Linked DNA regions of Mus musculus: region 1 is linked to region 2. A link is a contact called in public promoter capture Hi-C data. All regions are on one chromosome and are shown on one strand. Each heading gives the region's core, a stretch centred on a gene start, on an enhancer-like site or on the middle of the called end of the contact. The rest is flanking DNA. Distances are from core to core; before and after follow the strand shown. Region 1 holds the start of Msantd3 (Myb/SANT-like DNA-binding domain containing 3). Region 2 has its middle 24 kb from the start of Gm42283.

Region 1 (4,157 bases), core at 346-2,845, 1.0 Mb before region 2:
TGATCTTTCTTCAGGACCTCTCCTGCTACCTCCTCAGAATGGACCTGTCGCAAGACGCAGCTGTGGGGAGAGTAAGCGGATGACCCCATCTTTCTCCGGGTTTTGAAATACTTTTTCTCCATCCCTTTTCTTGCTCTCCGGTCTCAAACTCTCGTAGCTGGCCTCAATCCTAAACTCAGGAACTATTTTATTAACTTTCAACAATTTCCTGGGTAACTACACACGCATGGTCTCTTCGGATATGCGAAAATCCCACACACACAACTCAGGCCCTATTATTCCAGCTCCAGTTTTAAATGTGTGAAAATATGTGTCTTTATCCTAGAACCATTATCCTAAGTACCGCAAAACATTTTGTACTTATCATAGCAATAAAACATCCATTCTCAATAATCACAACAGGAGACTAAATTCTTGTTTCTTACTCCAACATAAAAACCCTTCCTGCAATTTACAGATTGCCCGTGCGATGGTTTAATAATTCAAGCCAACTGTTTAGGACCTAGGGCCTGGGACATGAAGTGCTTAATTTTAGCTATCAGCCGACACACATTATCTCTCACAATAGTACTTGGGGGTGGGTATTACATCACACCCTACTCCCCCATTATAGAAACATCAACCCAGCAGCCTCAGAGTAAAGGAGCTTTCCCAAGGTCAGTCGGGCAGGGATGTGATGCACTATTTCCTTCTAAGATCCTCTTTAGGAGGGACCCAGCCCTTTATACCTCTGGACCGGACTGGAGGAGGCAGGGGGTCTCAATGGAGACAAGTACTGAAAAGCGGTGAGCACAGTTCCCCCGCACACAGTGGGGATATGTGGACCGGGGCTCCGCGGGGTCAGCCGGGTTTCCCCCCAAGAGCCTCCCGGGCCCCGGGCTCCAAGCTCCCGTCCCGGGAGCTCCAGCGCGTCTGCGAGGCCCGCGCGCCGGCGCTTTGTACGCGGCAGGCCGGCCGGGCTCCCGGGGCACCGCGGCGCGCGCAGGCGGCCGTCGGCCTGCGGGGAGGAGGGCGCGGCGGCTCGGCCCGGGAGCCCGCCAGACCCCCGCGCTCCCGCTCCGCCCGCTTTCCCCGCCGGCCGCGGCCCTCCGGGCCTCAACCTCCTACCTGCAGCGGCGGCGCGGCGGCCGCAAGTCCCGGGGAGGGGCGCGGAGGCGCGGGCGCGGCGGCCTGGGCTGCTCTGGCGGGCTGGGCGGCCGGCAGGGCCGCGGGCTCCAGGCGCCGGGCGGCCGCGCGCCCCCGGCCGGCCAGGCCCCGCCGCGCGCGCCGCGGCCACAAAGCCCCGCGCCGCCGCCCCCTCGCGGGCCGCTGCCGCCTGCCGCTCCGTGGGCGCCGCGGAGGGCGGGAGCGCGGCCCCGTGCAGTCCCCCACCTTCCCGAGCCCCGGTTCCGCCGCGCTGCCCACCTTGGCCCGGGAGCTGCGGAAGGGGCCCGTCTCCGCCAACAACAAAAGAATGCATTTTCCCACACCGGGGATGTGGCAGTCGCCCGCACGAGTTAGCGCGAGCCTCCTGACTGACGTGGGCCCTTTTCGTCGGGGACTCCACGAGGCTGGGAACGGCACCCCTTCCTACTCTGAGTTCAGCGCCAACTTTTGTGATTCTAATGGGCGGGATGTGTCTCCAGAGATGGGGTGTGCGCTCCCCCTCCCCCCAAGGACCCCGGCTACGTGCACCGACCTCAGGACACGACTCAGACCCTGTGTGCCTACCCAGTGGGACCCAAGGCGCGCTGCGACGAATGCCGGGCGGCTTAAACAACTGGGGGCAGGGGTCCTTCTGCCGACAAGGCCTTCACCCCTCCCCCCAGGATGAAGACGGTTTCTTTTGCCATAGATCCGTGAAGAAGATTCCAAGCCCAGAGAAGGGCAAAGAGAAGGTTCTCAAACTTTTTCTTTTTAAGCGAGATGAAACTCAACCAAGCGTAGAGATAACAATTTAAAAATAAACAATCCTGTGGCACTCATTACACTTAGAATAGCCAACGATAATCACTTCACCTCCTTATTCTTAAGGGTTCCATCCGAAGGAAACCCCCGCACCAATTACGTAGTCACTCCTTTGCCTAGTCCCTGAAAACCATTAATCTCTTTTCTGTTTCTATCGATTTACCTTTTTGTACATTTCATGTAAATGGAGTCGTGTGTCTTTTTGGAGCACGCGGCAGGTTGTGTGTATGTGTGTATGTGTGTGTGTGTGTGTGTGTGTGTGTGTGTGTGTGTGTGTGTGTGTGTAGTTGGGGGTGGTACTCACTAAGCTGCCCAGGTTGGCATTGAACTCTGGGGCCCAGGCAGCCTACAAATCTACAAACCTCCTGCCTCAGCTTCCCTAGCTCGTAGCTGATATCACAGGCCAGCTTCATTGGGCCTGGTCACTCTGGCCAGGTCAAAGAATCCAAACAAGGTTCATCCAGATTGTAGCATGCCTCTTACTTCATTGCTTTTTGTGGCTACATAAGCTGACCATTGTGTATTCTACAGTTTGCATATCTGTTCTTACAGAAATTAGTGGATGTTTAGATTATTTCCACCTTTTGGCTAATGTGAACTGGTTCTCTGAAAACCCCTAGACATGCATTTGTCTAAAGAACCTGTTTCCAATTCTTTGGGATACATACTTAGAGTAGAATTTCTGGATCATATGTGGTAATGTGGCCATGTGTAACTTTGTTGTTGCTTTTTGAGGCAGGGTCTCCTCTAGCCCAGGCTAGCCTCAAACTTGCTATGAGGCAGAGAATGACCTTGGATTTCAGATCCTCCTGCTTCTGCCTCTGGAATGCTGGAATTACAGGCATGAGTCACACATTCAGTCTTTAAACAGGTGATCATCCGGTTTTTGAACTGGGGAAAGAACAGAGAGACAGCCTAACATTTTCTGGTATGGAGGCAGAAGCACCTATAAAATACTAGACTAGAGAGTTGTAACTACTTTTTCTGCCTTGTGTTAACAATAACTTATCTACTGTCCCAGGAGCTTTGAAATTGCCCAGAGTCAGGAAACTGACTGGTGGGTGGGGAGGGTGCTATTGGCTAACAAACTTTATGATTTGCACTTAGGCCTTCCAAGTAATGTCAGATCGGAAGTCCTTAAAGATATTGTTCTGAGGATGTAACCAAAGGAAAACTATTAGCCGGGCGTGGTGGCGCACGCCTTTAGTCCCAGAACTTGGGAGGCAGAGACAGGCAGATTTCTGAGTTCGAGGCCAGCCTGATCTACAAAGTAAGTTCCAGGACAGCCAGGGCTATACAGAGAAACCTTGTTTCGAAAAACAAAACAAAACAACAACAACAAAAAACAAAAAGGAAAACTATTGGACTGAAATTTGAAGATCAATTTAGATTGGAAATTTGATTGATAGGTAGTAAAGTATGGGCAAGCAGGAGATGTACCACGAGGACCTATATACTACATATTTCTTCATGACATATTTTCTCTTCCTTGAATCTGTGTTCTCATTGTTTATGAGGGAGTTAACAATGCCTACGTGATGGGGTGGTGTCTTAGTCAGGGTTTCTATTCCTGCACAAACATCATGACCAAGAAGCAAGTTGGGGAGGAAAGGGATTATTCAGCTTACATTTCCACGTTAGTTCATCACTAAAGGAAGTCAGGACTGGAACTCAAGCAGGTCAAAAAGCAGGAACTGATTCAGAGGCCATGGAGGGATGTTACTTACTGGCTTGCTTTCCCTGGCTTGTTCAACCTGATCTCTTATAAAACCAAGACTACCAACCCAAGGATGGGACCACCCACACTGGGACCTCCCCCCTTGATCACTAATTGAGAAAATGCCTTACAGCTGGATCTCGTGGAGGCATTTCCCCAACTGAAGCTCCATTCTCTTCATAACTCCAGCCTGTGTCAAGTTGACACAAAACTAGCCAGTACAGGTGGGTAAAACCTTCAACCTGAACCTCAATAAATGGTCAGAGTTCTCTGTTTAAAGTGCTGAAGGTTGGCCTGAGCCACATGAAGACATACTGCTAAGAAGACATTTGACCACGAGTTTCTCCTCAAATCAAGAGAGTCAGGCTAGCTTCAAAACTAATATGGCCAGGGTGACAACTCAAATCCCTAACACAATGTCTTCATCTTGTCTGACTCGCTGTTTCCTGACTAGGGGTGGCAAACTACCCTGGTCAAGTTTTTAGCGTGGCTG
Region 2 (4,165 bases), core at 1,041-3,540:
ATCCTGGGCCACTGACTCAAAACCTGGGGGGAAAGAGGCCTGAGAAGTTGATAAAGCGCTTCACCTAGAAACACAAGGACATCAGTTTGATCCTCAGAACTCTCGGTTTTTATAAGTAAACATTTAAATTTAAAAAACGAAGAGGCACAGCGTATGTGCTTGTAATCCCAGTGCTGAGAGGTGAAGACAGGTCCCTGGAGCTCACTGGGCAAACTAAACTGCTAAACTGCTTGGCAGACGCTGTCCTCTGGCCTCCACAGGCATGCGCACACACAGATGTGACCATGCACATGTGCATACACACACACACACACACTACAAGCACAGACAGACAGACAGACACACATACACTACAAACACAGACAGACAGACAGACACTACAAACACAGACAGACAGACACAGGCACACATACATACACACACTACAAACACAGACAGACAGACACAGGCACACACACACACACACACACACACACACACACACACACACACCATGCTCAGAAATCCAGCCGACTCTACATACAGTAACTCCATTCAGAGTATCCTTGTACCTCATAAACAGGACCTCAAGCAATGTACCTGGTCTCAACAGACCTCAAAGATTGTTTGCAAGCCAGATGTGACATGCTTCTGTTCTTGTCCTCATGACCAAGGACGCTGTCGTGCTCAGAAACTCTTGAATCCAACCCACAAATTATCAGCGGTTTCTGGTTTTCTTTGCATGTTGCCGGGGGGAGGGGGGGGAGGGGCTCGTATCCCCCTTCACTGTTCTGAAGCTCAGCCAAGGTTCATGTATAGGATCATAGCCTCCACTTAAGAAAAGGGAGGCCAGAACTTGGATGTATTGCTTCCCTGACCAAACAGCACAGTGAGTCCACGCTCAGAAGACATCTGACAAATCTTCCAGCCTTGTGTTGTGAAGCAAGACCCTGGCAGGCAGAGATTTGTCACAGCCTTGTGGGGAGCTACTAAAGGGGTTGCCACTTGTGCTTTGCCCTTTACTTGGCAACTCTTCCATCCTAGTGCCTGGGAAAATGAGGCCCTCTGTTTGGCCATAAGTTTGCAGCATTGGAGTGGAATTGAATCTGACAGGTAGGTATCCGTTTTCTGTGTGATGAATGGGCTCTTGGTTTCTGCCTCCTCGTCTGGAAGGTCCAGATCCCCAACTGGGGTGGCAGATTCACCAGGAGAAGTGGCATTGAATGGAGAGAGAGGGACCGACCCACAAGTTCCTGGGGCCTCTGGGAATTGGGTTACAAACAGAGTTGAGGACAAGTGAAAAAAAATCACAGTATCTTTTAGCTCAATCTAGATGTTCTTTGAATCAGTCTGCAAGCTCTATAGCCTGGAGATGTGTAGAGATACCAGCCACTGTCAAGAATAAGCTACAGTCATGACTTCCTGTTCTTTCTTTTCCCTCCTCCTCCAGCTAAGAAGGCTCCTTCCTTAATATGATCCACTCCAGGCAAAGCAAAGAGGATAAGATGTGTAGTGTGAAGCTCGGAGCCCAAGTCTCCTCTCTGGCAGGCTTATAATGAGGCCTTAGGCAAAGCCCCAATCCCCTGTTTACCTACCTGCAAAATGGGAAAGTAGCTCCCCCAGGCATGGTTCATTCTCCATATATTTCTATTAAATTACTCCACAGAATGCCACCCCTGTTTTAGAAGCTAGAAATGCCAGGTGACCATGCCTGCCCTTACTCTCCGAACCTCAGATAGGAGAGTGTGTGTTCTAGTTGTTTTTGCAAATGACACCAGGCCTGGCATCCTAACTACCAAGTCTACAAGATGCTCTGACCAAGATGGCTATGGCCTCAAGCCGCAAAAGAGAAGTCAACTGAAGGCTTTAGAGTCAGCCACAGGTCGCTCATAAGCCACGGGACAGCATAAAATCCTGAAGTTCTCTCTCGACCTTTGGTGTGCTCTTCTACAACATGGGAACACCCAGAGTTCTCCGGAGGGATGTTCAAAGGAATCCATGATATGGTTCCTCTAAAGCAGAATACAGAGCTGTCTGGTTCCTAGTAAGTGTCCAGTGATATTCTAGTTCCGCGATGATGGTGAGAAACATTCTAAAGGCAGAGGCCCTCGCACATCATCTAAAACCACGTTCCTCCGGAGAAGCTCCGGGGCCGCTTCGGGCGCTGCGTGGTGACATGCGCTTCTTGTATTTATCCCCCAAGGCTTCCTTTCGGCGGCTTCTTCCCCAGCAGCTGCTCTGTCAGGGGGCCATATGCCACCTCGCTGCAGAGCAGCTTTGAAGAAGTGACTGCCAGCCCCACAGGAGAACTGTGCAGCTGGGTTCGTGGCTCAGGGGCACAGGCCTCCATCACGCCACCGGCAGCCTGCCTGCAACTCCTTGCTGCTCTGGATGCTGTGAGCTCCAGCCCCAGCTCCACACCCCAGCACCTGTTCCTGACCCCACCCCACCACAGGAGCTCCAGCTCTGCACCACATGCTCCAGTCCCTCACCATGAGCCCCATTCCACCACCACCACCCTAACTCCCCACCCCAACACACACACACACACACACACACACACCAGAGCTCCAGCCCTGCACCCTAAGCTCCAGTAAGGCACAAGCACAAGTGGGCAGGGGCAGGAGGCCAGGCCTGGTTCCGGGAGGGGGTGCACATGGCAAGGAGGCCAGCTGGAGGAACAGGAGGGGACAGATGCCATGGGGGCCCGGATTTGTTCCTGCAGGAAGAATTCAAGGAGCTAATTGTCTCATTACCCGGGAACGATGTTCTCTATGGCCCTGCCACGCGGGGTAGAAAGATGCTCTGTGTGTGTGTGTGTGTGTGTGTGTGTGTGTGTGTGTGTGTGTGTGTGTGTGTGTGTGTGTGCAAGCGCATGCGCAGAAGCATTAGTGAGTGGATGGGAAGAAAGAAAGGGGAGGCTGGCCTCGGATTCTTCCAGATCTGTGCTGTAGAGCAACTTCTAGCTTCCAAACCTGGGAAGGAGCTGCTTTAAAGAATTCATCCTCAACAGTAGGGAAACATTCCCGCCACCTCCGTGTTCCCTACATCACCTTCAGGGCAACGCAGCATGGGCATAAACACCTCACACCCTGCCATTTCCCTTTGCCCTGAGTTTGCCATCCCATTCTTTACAGTGTGACAGTCCTTAGGTTCTGGCTTGCTCTTCAGGTCCCCCTTGCTTTTGTGCAGCAATTCTCAGCCCATTTCTGCTTCCTGCATTTGCAATGCTGTGCCCTCTGCCTGCCCAAATCAACCCATCTCCTTCAGCACAGTTGTCAGAGACCAGTTCAGCAGCCCCCCTCTTTTCCTTCAGCTTTTGTTATGTGACTCCTGTCTTTCTACATCTAATTTCAGACTTCCTAGTGTGAAAAGAAAGGTATATAACCTCTGCAGGCCCTTGACTCTCACAGTAACTTCCCACCCACACTGTGGCATCCTTGCCTCATAAGTGGAGGTCCTGGAAAGGGGGCAGGATAACCGCTGGACTCCCTCTTGCTGTGCAACCAGATGGGAGATGGAGAGAAGCTTTTCAGCAGAGCATCTCAATGTCTTCTCTGGGCGAGCTCTGGAGACACAGGACACCAGACTGTTTTTACCAGGCCAGCATTTATGGAAGCAATCTTTGAGAAGTGCCAGTTGCCACTGCTGGGCTCAACCTTTCTAGCCTCCTACTACCTCTTCTTTCTGAGCTGGTACCCTCGTATCCAGCGTACTCATGAATGTGTCAGTAGGAACTGCACGTTTGTGTGTGAGAGAGATGTAGGCACTGGTGTGCCTAATTAGACAGTTGAATGTTATTTTTACTTAACGAGTTTTAAATTTCTTTTCACGTTGTTTTTATATGGAGTGGAGTAGGAGGGTATACAAGTGTCATGCTGCACAAGATCAGAAGACAACTGGAGGGAGCCACTTCTCTCCTTCTGCCTTGTGGGTTCTGGGGCTCAAACTCAGGTTGTCAAGCTTGGCAGTGAGCAAGTGCCTTTACCACTGAGCCATCCTGCCATCTGTCTTCACAGTTTGACTGGCCATCTTAGAGCTGCAAGATGGCTGCTCACGACCAGCCTCACATTTGGGAGAAGAAGGAGGAGGAGGAGGAGGAGGAGGAGGAGGAGGAGGAGGAGGAGGAGGAGGAGGAGGAGGAGGAAGAGGAGGAGGAGGCGGAGAAGGAAGAGGAGGAGGAGGA

What was found. Promoter capture Hi-C pulls out the DNA fragments that hold promoters and counts their contacts.
Region 1: a promoter capture Hi-C map of hippocampal neurons shows a contact between it and region 2, with 5 times the contacts expected there. The contact joins the promoter of Msantd3 here to the enhancer-like site in region 2. A contact is called at or near these places in 6 of 39 promoter capture datasets (the C10 cell line, cranial neural crest, frontonasal cranial neural crest and 3 more), 1 of 115 datasets of contacts at active chromatin or transcription factors (double positive thymocytes) and 2 of 9 other capture datasets (adipose tissue and liver).

What each region holds. Positions count from the first base shown.
Region 1 is chr4:48,537,519-48,541,675 of GRCm38.p6, reverse strand. Msantd3 (Myb/SANT-like DNA-binding domain containing 3) reads right to left here and starts at 1,595. Exons shown (of 3, transcript NM_001145924.1): 1 at 1,405-1,595.
Region 2 is chr4:47,517,181-47,521,345 of GRCm38.p6, reverse strand. No RefSeq gene overlaps it. Among named protein-coding and RNA genes, the nearest start is that of Gm42283, 24 kb to the right of the region's middle. Within about 2 kb of position 2,290, at least 18 of the 459 cell types and tissues checked have an H3K27ac peak or open chromatin away from gene starts, as enhancers often do. A contact at or near this core is called in hippocampal neurons, where this site is marked.